Linked DNA regions of Macaca mulatta: region 1 is linked to region 2. A link is a contact called in public Hi-C data. All regions are on one chromosome and are shown on one strand. Each heading gives the region's core, a stretch centred on a gene start, on an enhancer-like site or on the middle of the called end of the contact. The rest is flanking DNA. Distances are from core to core; before and after follow the strand shown.

Region 1 (7,590 bases), core at 134-2,633, 51 kb after region 2:
GCGCGATCTCGGCTCACTGCCACCTCTGCCTCTCAGGTTCAAGCGATTCTTGTGCCTCAGCCTCCCGAGTAGCTGGGATTACAGGGGCATACCACCACACCCAGCTAAATTTTTTTTGTATTTTTAGTAGAGACAGGGTTTCTCCATGTTGGCCAGGCTGGTCTTGAACTCCTGACCTCAGATGATCCGCCCACCTCGACCTCCCAAAGTGCTGGGATTACAGGCATGAGCCACTGCGCCCGGCCGAGTTCTTTTTTTAATTAACTTCAGCATACCCTGAAATGAATTTCTGAGTTCTTATGTTTAAATATGCATGCACAGTTTCCAGTGATGCGGGTTCAAAAATAAAATATAACATGGATGCATCGGAGCTAAATTTCAAAATGTAGCTTATATAATCATCACGGACCAAGAGCGAAGTGCAATTACTGTAATTATTCTACAGTGGTGGACTCAAAATCTCCCAGTACACATATAAGGGGAAAGAAAGTAAGAATCAGCAGCACGTCTCATACTCCAGCAATCAGCCTTCTATTCCAAAGGGGAAAAAACAAGAAGCGTTCCTATGCTTGCAAAACCCAGTATTCCCGAGTCTGTGACAATTTTCAAAAGAGTGATATTTTTATCATAAGCCCTATCAAAACTTCCGGAGATCAGGAAACAACCACACACGTCGATCTATTTTAAACGTGGAAGAATGAGAACGTGGCACAGCAGTCCCTAAAAATGACAGAAAAGGCTGTGAAGGTGACACACTAAACGCTAACCGAGAAATGTCTGATTAGAAAGTATAATCCTGTGTTCCACACGGAAGCATATTGTATTCTCGGACCCTGAGCGGCGCGCCCGAAGGCTCAATGTCACCTTCGCCGAGGCGCTGCAGGCCGGCGGCGGCCACTCTCGGTCATGCGGCCGCAGGGTCGGCGCCGGGGCAGGGTCATGGCCCGGGAACCGAAGGGGAGCGCTGCGTCCCCTCCTCGGCGCTCACAGCAGGTCCACATCTGACCTGTCCGCGGTGGCAGAGCCAGGAAGTTGCCCGGAGGGAGGCCCCGGGGTACCGCTCTCAGGTCCTCCACTACTCGAAGAGGCGGCCAGGGCGGCCCGCGGTCACAGGGTTCAGTAACCATTGTAGGCAAGGGCTAGGCCGGGGACAGCCCGCCCCGGAGTGGCGGCGGGGGCCCAGGTCACCGCAAGGACACGAAGGCGCGGGCAGTGGCAAGCAGGGACCTTACCCGCGGCGGGGCCGGGGGTCCGGGCGGAGTGCAGCAGGCCTCGAGGGCCGGCCCAGGTGGTGGCGGCCACAGCGCAGCGGCGGAGAGCAGCGCCCAGCATGACGGCGATGGCGGCGCGCAGGCTAAGGGTAGAGAGAAGCCGGTGTGAGCTCGCCGGTTACTCCGGAGCTAGCGGGGGCCGGACAGGCGCACGGCGGGCGGAGCACGTAGGCCCGCCCACTGCGACTCTGGCGCGTGGGTGAGAAGGGCCACCGTGCGGCCGCCGGCGGGCTACGGCGGCGCGCCGAGGACAAACTGTTAGCCTGGCGTCCCGCCTTGTCTCTTGTCAGGTGACCTGCAGCCGCCATCCTGGAAGTAAGAATGGAGGCGAGGGAGGAGCAACCGACCGTGCACTTTTTCGAGTCAGGCCCAGGAGGGCACTTAATCACCTCAAAATAGGAATGACAGCAATAACAACAAACTATAATAAAAAAACCTACTTTGCGGCCGGGCGCGGTGGCTCACGCCTGTAATCCCAGCACTTTGGGAGGCCGAGGCGGGCGGATCACCTGTAGTAGGGAGTTCAAGACCAGCCTGGCCAACATGGAGGAACCCCGTCTCTACTAAAAATACAAAATTAGCCAGGCGTGGTGGCGCAACTCATGCCTGTAATCCCAGCTACTCGGGAGGCTGAGTCAGGAGAATCGCTTAAAGCCAGGAAGCGGACGTTGCGGTGAGCCAAGATGGTGCCATTGCACTCCAGCCTGGGCAACAAGAACGAAACTCCATCCCAAAAAACCAAACGAAACAAAAACCTACTTTGCTTAGCCCCGCCTTCTCGTTGTGGCATAAAATAAAACAACAAATTGGGGGAAAATGCTGCTGGACGCGGTTGCTCACTCCTGTAATCCTAGCACTTTGGGAGCCCAAGGCGGGCGGATCACCTGAGGTCGGGAGTTCGAGACCAGTCTGACCAACTGGAGAAACCCCCGTCTCTACTAAAAATGCAAAATTAGCCCGGCGTGGTGGCGCATGCCTATAATCCCAGCTATTTGGGAGGCTGAGGCAGGAGAATTCCTGGAACCCAGGAGGTGGAGGTTGCAGTGAGTTGAGATTGCACCATTGCACTCCAGCGTGGGCAACAAGATCGAAACTCCATTTCAAAAAAAAAAAAAAACAAAACCTATATGTAAGGGACTTTATTAGTACATATATATGTACTAATATATATTAGTATTATATATTAGTGGCGCGGCGTGATCTCCGCTTACTGCAAGCTCTGCCACCTCCCGGGTTCACGCCATTCTCCTGCCTCAGCCTCCCTAGAAGCTGGGACTACAGGCACCCGCCACCACGCCCGGCTAATTTTTTTGTATTTTTAGTAGAGTCGGGGTTTCACCGTGTTCGCCAGGATGGTCTCGATCTGACCTCGTGATCCACCCGCCTCGGCCTCCCAAAGTGCTGGGATTACAGGTGTGAGCCACCGCGCCCGGCATGTCCATATTCTTATATCACAAACCAGCTTACATAAAAAATGAGTTCAACTACTTCATTTCACAGATTAGGAAAGAGACTCAGAAATTAGGTTGCTGCTGGCAGTCAAGGATATTGTCGCCACATTCTTAGTTCTGAGGACTCTCACCTGAATGTTTCTGCCCCATCTCCTACAGGAGGGCTCCTGAATCAACGATGGCTCTGAAATAGGGTCGATCAAGGTCCAAGGTTGTTGCATCTGATCTCACTAGCTACATCCTAACTTTGAGCCCATGGGCAGTCGAGGACACTTCTCCCAGGCCTGAAGTATCTGGATGCTGCCCAGAGTTAATGAGACATTCTGTTCTGTCTTGCTGTCTCCCATTCTCTATCCCTGGGCACACTGAGGAAAGAAAAGATGGACATTCACATGCCACTTCCTCACTTCAGGCCGACTCTCCAGGGCTTCAGCATCTGCCCTTCTCTTTTTCCTTCCTAGCAGTGTGGCTTCAGTGGGTAGGAAGCTAGCTGGGAAAGGATTTTAAAAATGTTTTCAAAGCACCTGCCCTCACCTTTTCCCACCAACCTAGTGTTGAGGCTTAGAAAACAATGCCACAAAGTGAAGGCCTAGGAAGCAGTTTCTCTCTGACCTTCTGCCCTCTTGTCTCTTGCCCCTTACTCTCCCTCCAGGCATGCCACAGAAACTAGAATCTCTCCTCCCCAAGAGAGGGTCATAGGAAGTAGAACCCCTTTGCCCCAAAACCAGCCATAAAGCCTACAAATATTGCTATAACCTCTTTGCTTTTCTGTGTAACAGTTGGCCATAAAGGAATTAAGGCCGAGCACAGTGGCTCATGCCTGTAATCCTAGCACTTTGAGCGGCAGAGGCCCGGAGATCACTTGAGGTCAGGAGTTCGAGACCAGCCTGGCCAACATGGTGAAACCCCATCTCTACTAAAATTACTAACATTAGCCAGAAATCCCTTGAACCCAGGAGGTGGAGGTTGCAGTGAGGCAAGATTGCACCACTGCACTCCAGCCTGGGTGACAGAGTTAGACTCCGTCTCAAAAAAAAAAAAAAAAGAGAAAAGGAAACATGGCCAGGTGTGGTGGCTCATGCCTGTAATCCAAACACTTTGGGAGGCCAAGGCAGGAAGATCACCTGAGGTCAGGATTTTGAGACCATCCTGGCCAACATGGTGAAACCTCATCGGTACGAAAAATACAAAAATTAGCTGGGTGTGGTGGCACACACCTGTAATCCCAGCTACTCTGAAGGCTGAGGCAGGAGAATCACTTGGACCCAGGAGGTGGAGGTTGCAGTCAGCCAAGATCGCACCACTGCACTCCAGCCTGGGTGACAGAGTGCGACTCCATCTCAAAAAAAAAAGAAAAGAAAAAAAGAAATTAAAGCTGGGCGCGGTGGCTCACGCCTATTATCCCAGCACTTTGGGAGGCCAAGGCAGGTGGATCACCTAAGGTCTGGAGTTTGAGACCAGCCTGAGCAACATGGAGAAACCCCGTCTCTACTGAAAATACAAAATCAGCCGGGCGTGGTGGTACATGCCTGTAATCTGAGCTACTTGGGAAGCTGAGGCAGTAGAATCGCTTGAACCTGGGAGGCAGAGGTTGCAGTGAGCCGAGATTGCGCCACTGCACTCCAGCTTGGGCAACAAGAGCAAAACTCTGTCTCCAAAAAAAAAAAAAAAAAAAGAAAAGAAAAGAAATTAAGACACTCATTCCAGAGGGATCATACCCCACAGTAGGGAGGACAGGGAGGAAGAAATGATACAAAAGAGAGGCCAGAAGGATTTGAACAGACAGGCTTTGCTGGGTTTTCCCACTCAATCCATTTCCATTAGCTTGGACCCTTTTTGTCCAATCACAAATCTACGTATGTTTTATTGAACCTAAGCATAAAAATGGACGATTTTCCTTCTATCTATGGGTCTTTAATCTGAAGCCTCCCATGTCACATAAAACTATGATCAATAAACTTGTTATGGTTTTTTTCTTGTTAACCTATCTTTCGTTATGGGAGTGTCAGCCATGACCCTTATGATGGGGAGGAAAAGGATTACCTCTTTCTGCCCCTATACTGGCCAAAGGCAACGGGGAAAGCTTTGACCTCCCTGCAGTTCAGTTAATGTTCATCAAATCTCCAAGTGCTAGAAGCTTAGGATGAGGTCAGGGTAAGAAAGTAAGAAAAGTAAGAAAAGCAAGTAAGAAAGCACTGGGGTATATTGCATTCGAATCCCAACTGGTCTCCCTGCTGTCAGAGTCCCTCCACTTTGCCTACAGTCACTTAGATTGGCTACTGGTGTATTTTTTTGCTTTTTAAAATACAATTATGACTATAATTTACAATGTGCCACTACCTGCCACAAACTATTATCCCATTTATGCCTCATAACAACTTTGTGAGATAAGTTTTTATCCCTAATTTATTTTTAAAATTTATTTCATTTTATTATTATTTTTTGAGGTGGAGTCTATCACTCAGGCTGGAGTGCAGTGGTGTGATTTTGGCTTACTGCAACCTCTGCCTGCCAGGTTCTAGTTATTCTCCTGCGTCAGCCTCCCAAGTAGCTGGGACTACAGTGCTCACCACCATGCCCGTCTAATTTTGGTATTTTTAGTAGAGATGGTGTTTTGCCATGTTGGCCAGGCTGGTCTTGAACTCCTGACCTCAGGTGATCCTCTCACCTTGGCCTCCCAAAATGTTGGGATTATAGGCGTGAGCCACCGCGCCTGGCCTATCCCTAATTTATTGATAAAGGAATAGATTTAAAGGACACTTGCCAAAAATCGTACAGCTAACAAATAGTGGTACTTAGGTTTCAGTCCCCACTTTTCTGACTCCAGAAATTGTTCTTTCCCCATCAGTACTGTAGGTAGGTTTTGCTTATCTTTCAGTCAGTTCTGAATTCTCTGCTACCTTGACAGCAGTTCACAGCCCTAATTGCCTGCGTTAATTTTTTGTTGCTTCATAACAATTTATCACAAATTAAGCAGCTTAAAACAATATTCATTATTACCCCTCAGTTTCTGTAGGTCAGAAGTCCACGTATAGCATAACTGGATTCTCTACTGGTTATCACAAGACTGAAATCAAGATCTCGGCCAGGTTTGAGGTCTCATCTGGAGCTCAGAGGCCTCTTCCGAGGTCATTCAGGTTGTTGGCAGAATTGATTTCATTGCAGTGGTGGGACAAGGTCCTCATTTCTTCTTGGTAGCTGTCAGCCAAGGACACTCTCAACTCCTAAAGAGTGCCGTGATATCCTCTCTCAACATGGCTCCCTCCGTAGACCCTTCTTACAATCTTGGAGCTTATTTATTCCAGGCAGCAGGAAAGTGTCTCTCTGACACTTCACCTGCTTTTAAAGACCTCACCTCGAGGCTGGCGGATCACTTGAGGTCAGGAGTTCGAGACCAACCTGGCCAACATGGTGAAACCCCGTCTCTACTAAAAATACAAAAATTAGCAGGGCATGGTGGCGGGCATCTGTAATCTCAGCTACTTGGGAGGCTGAGGCAGGAGAATTGCTTGAACCAGGGAGGCAGAGGTTGCAGTGAGTTGAGATCTCTCCATTGCACTCCAGCCAGGGGGACAGAAGAAGACTCAGTAAAAAAAAAAGAGAGAACCTCACCTGATTAGGTCAAGCCCACCAGGGTAACTTTTTGATTCACTCAAAGTAGACTGACTAGTAGACTAGTCTTGGGAATGATATCTAAACAGATTCTGCCCCCTACTCAAGAGGAGGAGATTATACAAGGGCATGTACACAGGGGGCATGAATCCCGGGGCTATCTTTGAATTCAGCCTACCATATCACTAAGGCAGGGGGGCCCTTGCTTGTTTCCTAGTTGGCCCCCAGATTTGTCCACAGGTTGAAGCCCGTCCCATTGCTGGAGGGTACTCCTTCCCTGATGGGCTCAGAGCAGACATACATGGTTCTCACCGAAGGTCTTCAGGGTCTTTTGTCTCTTCCTGCCATTTCCTACCCTGAAATTCTTCGCTGTCCCTCTGGAGAAGCTACTTCTTCTTTTTGAAAACACAACAGCTGGACTTTTAATGGCTCAGAAATGTCATCATCACCAGTGGATCAGCCTATCAGCTTTCTGCTACAGCTCAGGGCCTTCATTCTGGAAAAGTGGTGATGAGGCATTCCCTCTGATATGTGTGTAGGATGGAATGACGTTACTGACGAGTTTGCGAGGACAAAGACACTGTTCCACCATGTGAATTTCTAGTAAAGGTAAGTTCACATGCAAGAAAAGCTCTTTTTTTGTTGTTTTTTCTTTTTTGTTTTTCTTTTTTTTGAGATAGGCTCATGCTGTCACCCAGGCTAGAGTGCAGTGACAGAACTATGGCTAACTGCAGCCTTGACCTCCTGGGCTCAAGCAATCCTCCCCACCTCAGCCTCCCAAGTAGCTGGGACTACAGGTACGCACTACCATTCCCGGCTAATTTTTGAACATTTTTGTCGAGATAGGGTCTTGTTTTGTTGCCCAGGCTGGTGTCAAACTCCTAGCCTCAAGCAATCCTCCTCAGTCCCTCAAATTGCTGGGATTACAGGCATGAGCCACCGCACCAGACTAGAAAAGCTCTTATTTTCTCTGGTGGGAATTAAGCCTGTGCTCAGGAAAAAGAGGGCAGGGGAAAAAAGAATCCTACCATTTTAAGACTGAAGGTGGCCCCTGAGGCCATTAGTCTACTAAGTCTACATTGTTTCCATTTCCTCAGGCCCCTACTTGAGCATCTCCAGTGAAGGGGATCTCAATACTAGACTGCTTCGAAAACTGAGACAATGAAAAAAGGCACCCAAGAGAATGACACCCTTACCGCTGTTAAACTACAGTTCTGCCTTATGCCCTTGGGCAAATTATTCCAATTCCCTGAACC
Region 2 (7,578 bases), core at 1,262-3,761:
CAGGAGAATCACTTGAACCTGGGAGGTGGAGGTTGCAGTGAGCCAAGATCGTGCCAATGCACTCTAGTCTGGGTAAGAGTGAGACTCCATCTCAAAAAAAGAAAAAAAAAAAGGAGGTTTGGCCTGATGTGGTGGCTCATGCCTGTAATCCCAGCACTTTGGGAGGCCAAGGTGGGTGGATCACCTGAGGTCAGGAGTTTGAGACCAGCCTGGGAAAAATGGTGAAACCTCACCTCTACTAAAAATACAAAAATTAGCGGGCATGGTGTGTGCACTCAGCTACTTAGGAGGCTGAGGCAGGAAAATCACTTGAACCTGGGAAACGGAGATTGCAGTGAGCTGAGATCACGCCCCTGCACTCTAGCCTGGACAACGGAGCAAGACTCCTTCTCAAAAAGAAAAAAAAAAAAAAGAAAGGTTTAATTGACTCACAGTTCTACATGGCTGGGGAGGCCTCAGGAGCTTATAATCATGACAGAAGGCAAAGGGGAAGCAAGGCATGTCTTAGATGGCAGCAGGAGACAGTGACAGCGAGAAAGTGCCACATTTTAACACCATCAGCTCTCCGGAGAACTCACTCACTATCATGAGAACAGCATGGGGGAAACTACTCCCATGATCCAGTCACCTCCCACCAGGTCCCTCCCTCAACATGTGGGGATTACAATTCAAGATGAGATTTGGGTGGGGACACAGAGCCAAATCATATCACTGGGGGAGTGGAGATGAGGGGAAGGAGTGGTATTCCAAAGCAGGAGGTATTGAGTACATTGTTTCATGAGTCTTGTATTATCCATTTTATTATTCCTTAGTGCATGGTAAAGCTTCCTTTGAAATGCAGGCTGAATTATCTGAGCCAGAGGACCCCAGGGGAGGTGAGACAGATACCCACACCTGGGCAGAGGATTACAGGGAAAATAGCAACCCCTCTTTCCCCTGGGCACATGTGGTAGAGGCTGTGGGAATCAGGGTATTGCAAGGGTGATGAGGGTAGAGTCAGGACTATAACTCCTCATTCTGGGTTCCCCGGAGCTTTGACTGCTGTGCTCCTGGCCTCAAGCAATCCTTCTGCCTCGGCTTGCTAAAGTGCTAGGATTACAGGCCTGAGCCACTGACTGCCCTCCTCCTAGGAGGCTGTTGACTGAGGAGGTCTGGATGTCAAAGCCTTTCACCACAGGATATAGCAAGATTACTGCAGAGTCAAGGCCCAAGGCCATCCTTCCCCATGCACAGCTCTTGCTAACTCCCCTGACTTCTCTGTGTGCAACTTGTAAGCAGCTCAGCCTGGAGTAGGAGTTGGGGTTCTGACTTTCTACAGCACCTGGGACAGGAAGGATCAGAGGAGCACAGAGTGCTGACTGCCTTGTAGGTGTCCCACATCATCCCATCTGACCGTTCAACAAGGGTGTCAGGCTGGCATTATTCACCCTATTCTATAAAGCTCAGAGAAGTGAAGGTCCTTGCATGTGACATTTACTATCATCATCACTAGTATGTCCCTACTCACATCACAGCAATTCTTTGCTCAAATCTCTAATTGCTAAGAGACTCGGAGTAAAACCCAAAGTCCTCACAATAGCAAGAGCCTGCAAAGCTCTGCCCCCTCGCCTCTCTTCTCTGACCTCCTCACTGCCCGTCTTACTCACTCTGCTCCAGCCACAGTGGCCTCCTTGCTGTTCCCTCCCGAACACGCCCGGCACAGTCCCACATTCCCGCCTTGCCCTGGCTTTCACGCTGTGGCTGTTTCGTCCTGGAAGAACACTCCTGCCTTCCTCATCGCCAAGTCTGGGTTCCAACCTCACCTCCTCCATGAGGCTTGCCCAGACAGCCTTTTATTTATTTATTTATTTTTTTGAGACGGAGTCTTGCTCTGTAGCCCGGGCTGGAGTGCAGTGGCCAGATCTCAGCTCACTGCAAGCTCCGCCTCCCGGGTTTACGCCATTCTCCTGCCTCAGCCTCCGGAGTAGCTGGGACTACAGGCGCCCGCCACCTCGCCCGGCTAGTTTTTTGTATTTTTAGTAGAGACGGGGTTTCACGGTGTTAGCCAGGATGGTCTCGATCTCCTGACCTCGTGATCCGCCCGTCTCGGCCTCCCAAAGTGCTGGGATTACAGGCTTGAGCCACCGCGCCCGGCCCAGACAGCCTTTTAAATTCTGCAAACTGCCTCCCACTCCCACCTGCCCCCTTACTTTTTGTGGCCTTGACCTTTCAACACACTACATGATTATTTGTCTGTCTTGCCTTCACCAGAATGTAAGCGCTCTACAAAGGCAGAGGGAAGACTGTCTTGCTCTCTGATGTATCCTCCAGCCCTTAGAACAGTCCGTGGTACTTAGTAGGCTTTCAGTACATCTGTGCCCGGCGATGGAAAGAATGAATGAATACTAAGACCGAAGATCGCGACCGTAAGCCTCTGGGCACTGGTGCCCCGGGGCCTGGCGGAACGCTCAGGGAACTACATTTCCCGTGAAGCTCTGGGCGCAGAGGGCCGCGCGGACTGCCGGGAAGGACATACGTGCTTAATCCCGGTGCAGGGGGCGAGCATGGCGGCTCCGCGAGGTGAGCCGTTGGCCGGGGTGTTGGCGAGTGTGTTGGTGGCGCGCGTCCTGGGGACGACTCCCGGCATGATCGGCCAGGTTGAGTCCGCTCCTGGCGCTCCGCGGAAAGATGGGTGGGTGCCGGGTAGAGGTGGGGCCACCTGCGATGGGGACTGACCTTCGAGGGGAGGGGGCCCTTCTAGACGTCGTGCCGTGGGATAGGCACCTCCTGCTCCCTCCCCGCCACCCCGCCTCAGATCAGCACAGGGTCCTTACTGCTGCCCATCTGACAGTTGGGAACATCGAGGCCTGCAGCTGAGGGGGGGTCTCATCCAACAGCCTACAAACCCCTTATTTACTCTGTCGCCAGTGAGCACCCCCGGCTCTTGCCTGGTTTCCTGGGACACTAGGGTGAGGCCTGAGGAGCGGAGTGGCAGCTGACCCTGTCTGTGCCCCTAGTATTCCCACTTTCCTGTGCGGTGCAGCAGTATGCCTGGGGGAAGATGGGTTACAACAGCGAAGTGGCGCGGCTGTTGGCCAGCAGTGACCCACTGGCCCAGATCGCAGAGGACAAGCCCTATGCAGAGGTGAGTCCCGGGCTGTATTTCAGCCTACTTTACCCGCAGGTCAGGAGAAGGGGCCTGAGGCAAGTCATAAGAATCAGCTGGGAAGGGTGAGGCAGCAAGGAGGGAGGAGGCCCACTTGGCTCTTCAGGCTAATGGACTAGATAGTGTTACCAAAAAGAAGAGTGTTACCAAAAAGAAGAGAGGTTTTGTCATAACAGGCTGGGATTTCCAGCACTCTCCTTCCCCCAACCACTCTTAGCACTTAGTGAATTTTAATTCAGCCCTCTTTGACAATTCAGTTTTTTTACTTTGACTGGTTTTTTTTTGCATTTTTATTAACCTAAAATATTTCTCCTGCCTATTTAATGAAGAAAAAGCCAAAGCATAGGAAGGCTTTCGCCTCTGCTTCTGAAACTGGAAGATGTATGTTAACCCTGAAAGAATCATTTAAGAGTTATAGTTTTTCTGCTACCTTGACAGTGCAGGTGTCATTCTCCTCTTTGGACAGACAGAGAAGCTACATCTAAAGAAGGGAAATAACTAGTCCAAGGCTCCACAGATGGCTAGAGGCAGAGTCTGGAAAAGGGCCTGGGTCTGCTGCCTCCCTGTATGTCCACGATGGCATGAACATTTGTATCCAGACCCGAGAGGCCTTTCCCAGGACTCAGTTGCCCTCTGGGGAGCACAGCATAACGGATTGGGACAGGCCAACTCCGGGTGCCAGGTTTCTCCCCCTTCCCCTCCCAAGTTTCCTGTCTTTCCAGTTGTGGATGGGGACTCACCCCCGAGGGGATGCCAAGATCTTTGACAACCGCATCTCACAGAAGACCCTAGGCCAGTGGATTGCTGAGAACCAGGACAGCTTGGGCTCAAAGGTCAAGGACACCTTTAATGGCAATCTGCCCTTCCTCTTCAAAGTGCTCTCAGTTGAAACACCCCTGTCCATCCAGGCACACCCTAACAAGGTAAAGGACAGAGTGCGGTGCAGAGGTCAGGGTACAGAAGGGCTTATGCTAACGCCCTCCCATTACTTTTACTGCCACTTTTACCTCACCCATGCCAGGCTCCTGCCCAAGGCCAAATCCAGGCTGACAACTCCCAATTTAGCTCTGCAAAGCCACATGCAGCAACTAAGTCTAAGCAAACAGCTGACCGGCCTGTGCCAGGGGAGTTTCTCTAAGCTCATTCCAAGGGGCTCGTTCCTGGTCTTCCCTCACCCAACCCAGATCTATTCATATCTGCCATTTACTAACCTGCTTTCAGGAAGAGTTCAACTTGCAGGGCAGGGCAGGGCAGGTACCCTCAGCTCCACCCCCTTGGAGTCTTCCTACACAAGCCTGAGTCCCATTCTAAGCAATTGTGGATCAAAACTCCTTCCTTCTTTTTTTCTCTGAGACGGAATCTTGCTCTGTCGCCCAGGCTGGAGTGCAGTGGCACGATCTCAGCTCACTGCAACCTCCTCCTCCCGGTTCAAGCAATTCTCCTCCCTCAGCCTCCCAAATAGCTGAGACTACAGGCACGTGCCACCACACCTGGCTAATTTTTGTATTTTTAGTAGAGATGGGGTTTCACCATGTTGGCCAGGCTGGTCTTGAACTCGTGCCCTTGTAATCTACCCACCTCAGCCTCCCAAAGTGCTGGGATTACAGGTGTGAGCCACTGTGCCCAGCCAAAACTCCTTATTTCTGGATATACCAAGTAAGACCCAGAGAAGGGAGGGATTTACCCAAAGCCACACAGCTTGTTAGTGTCAGAGCTTGGCCTGGTGTTTGGGTTTCCTGATTTACAGACCAAGCCTCTTGAAGTCTGCCCCAGCTTTTCCTTGGATTTGCCCCATTTCCCTTCCCTGGGTTGGCTGAACCCCAAGTTTCTGTATCATGCTTTGACTGGGCTCCTTGCCAGAGGTAGGCAGCCACTGCCATCCTGCGACTGGGGAGGGTGGACAGCAGGGGCTAGGTGGCACTGGTGTTCCTGCTAGGTAATGGCTGTACCCTCACCATCCTCCTCTTCCCCTGGCCACCCCACAGGAGCTGGCAGAGAAGCTGCACCTCCAGGCTCCACAGCACTATCCTGATGCCAACCACAAGCCAGAGATGGCCATTGCCCTCACCCCCTTCCAGGGCTTGTGTGGCTTCCGGCCAGTTGAGGAGATTGTAACCTTTCTGAAGAGTAAGTTGGGCAGAATGCTCAAGGCATGCGTATTGGGCCAGGGATATCTGGGAAAGCAAGATGATAGGAACAGTGGCTGAGAACAGGGGTCACATGTCACAGGCACTGAAGGGCCTCATGAAGCAGTTTTTGGAGCCAGTGGTCCAGGCCAGTGAGACCAGGCTCAGGTGTGGTTGCCAAGGGCTGGTGGTGAGTGATTGGTTTCTACTGCAAAGTTTACTTAGCATTGCTGGCTCTTTGGTTAGGGCTGGGATGGGACGGCGTCCTCCAACTCCCCACTTGTGTGGGTTCCATCTTACCATTCCTGATATGGGCCCTGGGCCTGGCCTTCCTGTAGAGGTGCCTGAGTTTCAGTTCCTGATTGGAGATGAGGCAGCAACACACCTGAAACAGACCATGAGCCATGACTCCCAGGCTGTGGCCTCTGCTCTGCAGAGCTGTTTCTCCCACCTGATGAAGAGTGAGAAGAAGGTGGTGGCGGAACAGCTCAACCTGTTGGTGAAGCGGATCTCCCAGCAAGGTGGGCATGGTTATATTACTGGTTGGGTGCAATGCTCTGGCCTGGGCTCCCCGGCAGACACCAGACTCTAGGGACAGTTCTCAACCCCCTTGCCCAAGTGGAACACTAAAAGGGGCCCAACTTAGATGACCTGTTGGCAACTTAGCATTGCTTTCCTAGTCTTTGTGGAGCAAAGCCCTTCTTAGTTGAGTGCTGCTTCCCAACTGGTCATCTTCTCCAGATGGTTGGAGGCAGACTGGCATACAAGACTCTTAGGATGCCTTCCACCTAGGCATTCTGAGATTTTCCCCAGCCCTGCAGCTGCCGTCTATGGATGGACTTGTATCTTGGGGCTAAAGAGGCAGGAAGGGGACAAGAGCATCCTCCGTCTCCTGGAAAGGCCTGATGCCTCCAGCACTCGGTCATTTGATCTTTCCTTTACCTGCTGTGTGCCCCATCTTGTGCTAAGAAGAGTTCAAGAAGTAACTGTGACAGGTGTGGTCGTGTCACCCCAAAGGTGGGGAGTCAACATAAGCAGTAAGAAACACGAAACATAACAGACTTGCAGCAATGAGCTTATGTGGTGCAGGCAATAAGTTCTCAAGATTCTTAGCCTGGCAGCCACAGCCCACACCAAGGCTGGAGTGCAGTGGTGTGATCTCGGCTCACTGCAACCTCCACCTCCCAGGTTCAAGCAGTTCCCTGACTCAGCCTCCTGAGTAGCTGGGATTACAGGTGTCCGCCACCACACCCGGCTAATTTTTGTATTTTTAGTAGAGACAGGGTTTCACCATCTTGGCCAGGCTGGGCTCAAACTCCTGACCTCATGATCCACCCGCCTCGGCCTCCCAAAGTGCTGGGATTACAGGCGTGAGCCACCGTGCCTGGTGCCACAGCCCCATCTCTAGTTGGCCCAGAGCTCTCTCTTTATTTTACCTCTACAGGTTTCCCCTGTTACCTTTGAGCCTTAGGGGACTATTTAATACCCAAGCATATTTTGTTTAGAGTGTGTGTGTGTGTGTGTGTGTGTGTTTTGAGGTCTCTGTTGCCCCAGGCTGGAGTGCAGTGATGCGATCTTGGCTCAGTGCAGCCTCCGCCTCCCGGGTTCAACCAATTCTCCTGCCTGAGCCTCCTGAGTAGCTCGGATTACATGTGTGTGCCACCACGTCTGGCTAAGTTTGTATATTTTAGTAGAGACAGCTAGGATTACAGGCGTGAGCCACTATGCTGGGCCCCTTGCCTCACTTTAAAGAAGCTTGGCTGTGCGTGATGGCTCATGCCTGTAATCCCAACACTTTGGGAGGTTGACGTGGGCGTATCACTTGAGGTCAGGAGGTCGAGACCAGCCTGGCCAACATGGTGAAACCCCATCTCTACTGAAGATACAAAAATTAGCCGGGCAAGGCAGAGGTTGCGGCAAGCCTAGATCGTGCCACTGCACTTCAGCCGGGACGATAGAGCGAGGCTCTGTCTCAAAAAAAAAAAAAAAAATGCTGGGCATGGTGGTGTGTGCCTGTAATCCCAGCTACTCAGGAGGCTGAGGCATGAGAATCAGTTGAATCCAGGAGGTGGAGGTTGCAATGAGTCTAGATCGCACCACTGCACTCCAGCCTGGGAGACAGAGCAAGACTCTGTCTCAAAAAAAAGAAAAAAAATTAAAAATTAAAGAAGTCCAACCTTGCCACTCTACCCAGGCTGAGCTCATTTTCCCGTCGTCTCCAGGACACATCTTGGCCCTCGGCACATTCTGCCTTATGCTATCTGGAGTAGTGGACTTAGAGAGATTCTCTGAGACAGAACTTTCTTT

What was found. Hi-C and Micro-C count contacts between places; a contact is called where the count stands out from the background.
Region 1: a contact with region 2 is called in a Hi-C map of fetal cortex germinal zone, with 1.5 times the contacts expected there. The contact joins the promoter of COX5A here to the promoter of MPI in region 2. A contact is called at or near these places in 2 of 14 Hi-C or Micro-C datasets (blood and fetal cortex germinal zone).

Annotation. Positions count from the first base shown.
Region 1 is chr7:52,890,089-52,897,678 of T2T-MMU8v2.0, forward strand. COX5A (cytochrome c oxidase subunit 5A) reads right to left here and starts at 1,384. Exons shown (of 5, transcript NM_001040279.1): 1 at 1,233-1,384. The coding sequence starts at 1,332.
Region 2 is chr7:52,838,045-52,845,622 of T2T-MMU8v2.0, forward strand. It overlaps MPI (mannose phosphate isomerase), which reads left to right and starts at 2,512. Exons shown (of 7, transcript XM_077939943.1): 1 at 2,512-2,559; 2 at 2,997-3,124; 3 at 3,868-4,068; 4 at 5,131-5,272; 5 at 5,610-5,792. The coding sequence starts at 2,544. It also overlaps a transcript of FAM219B not described here.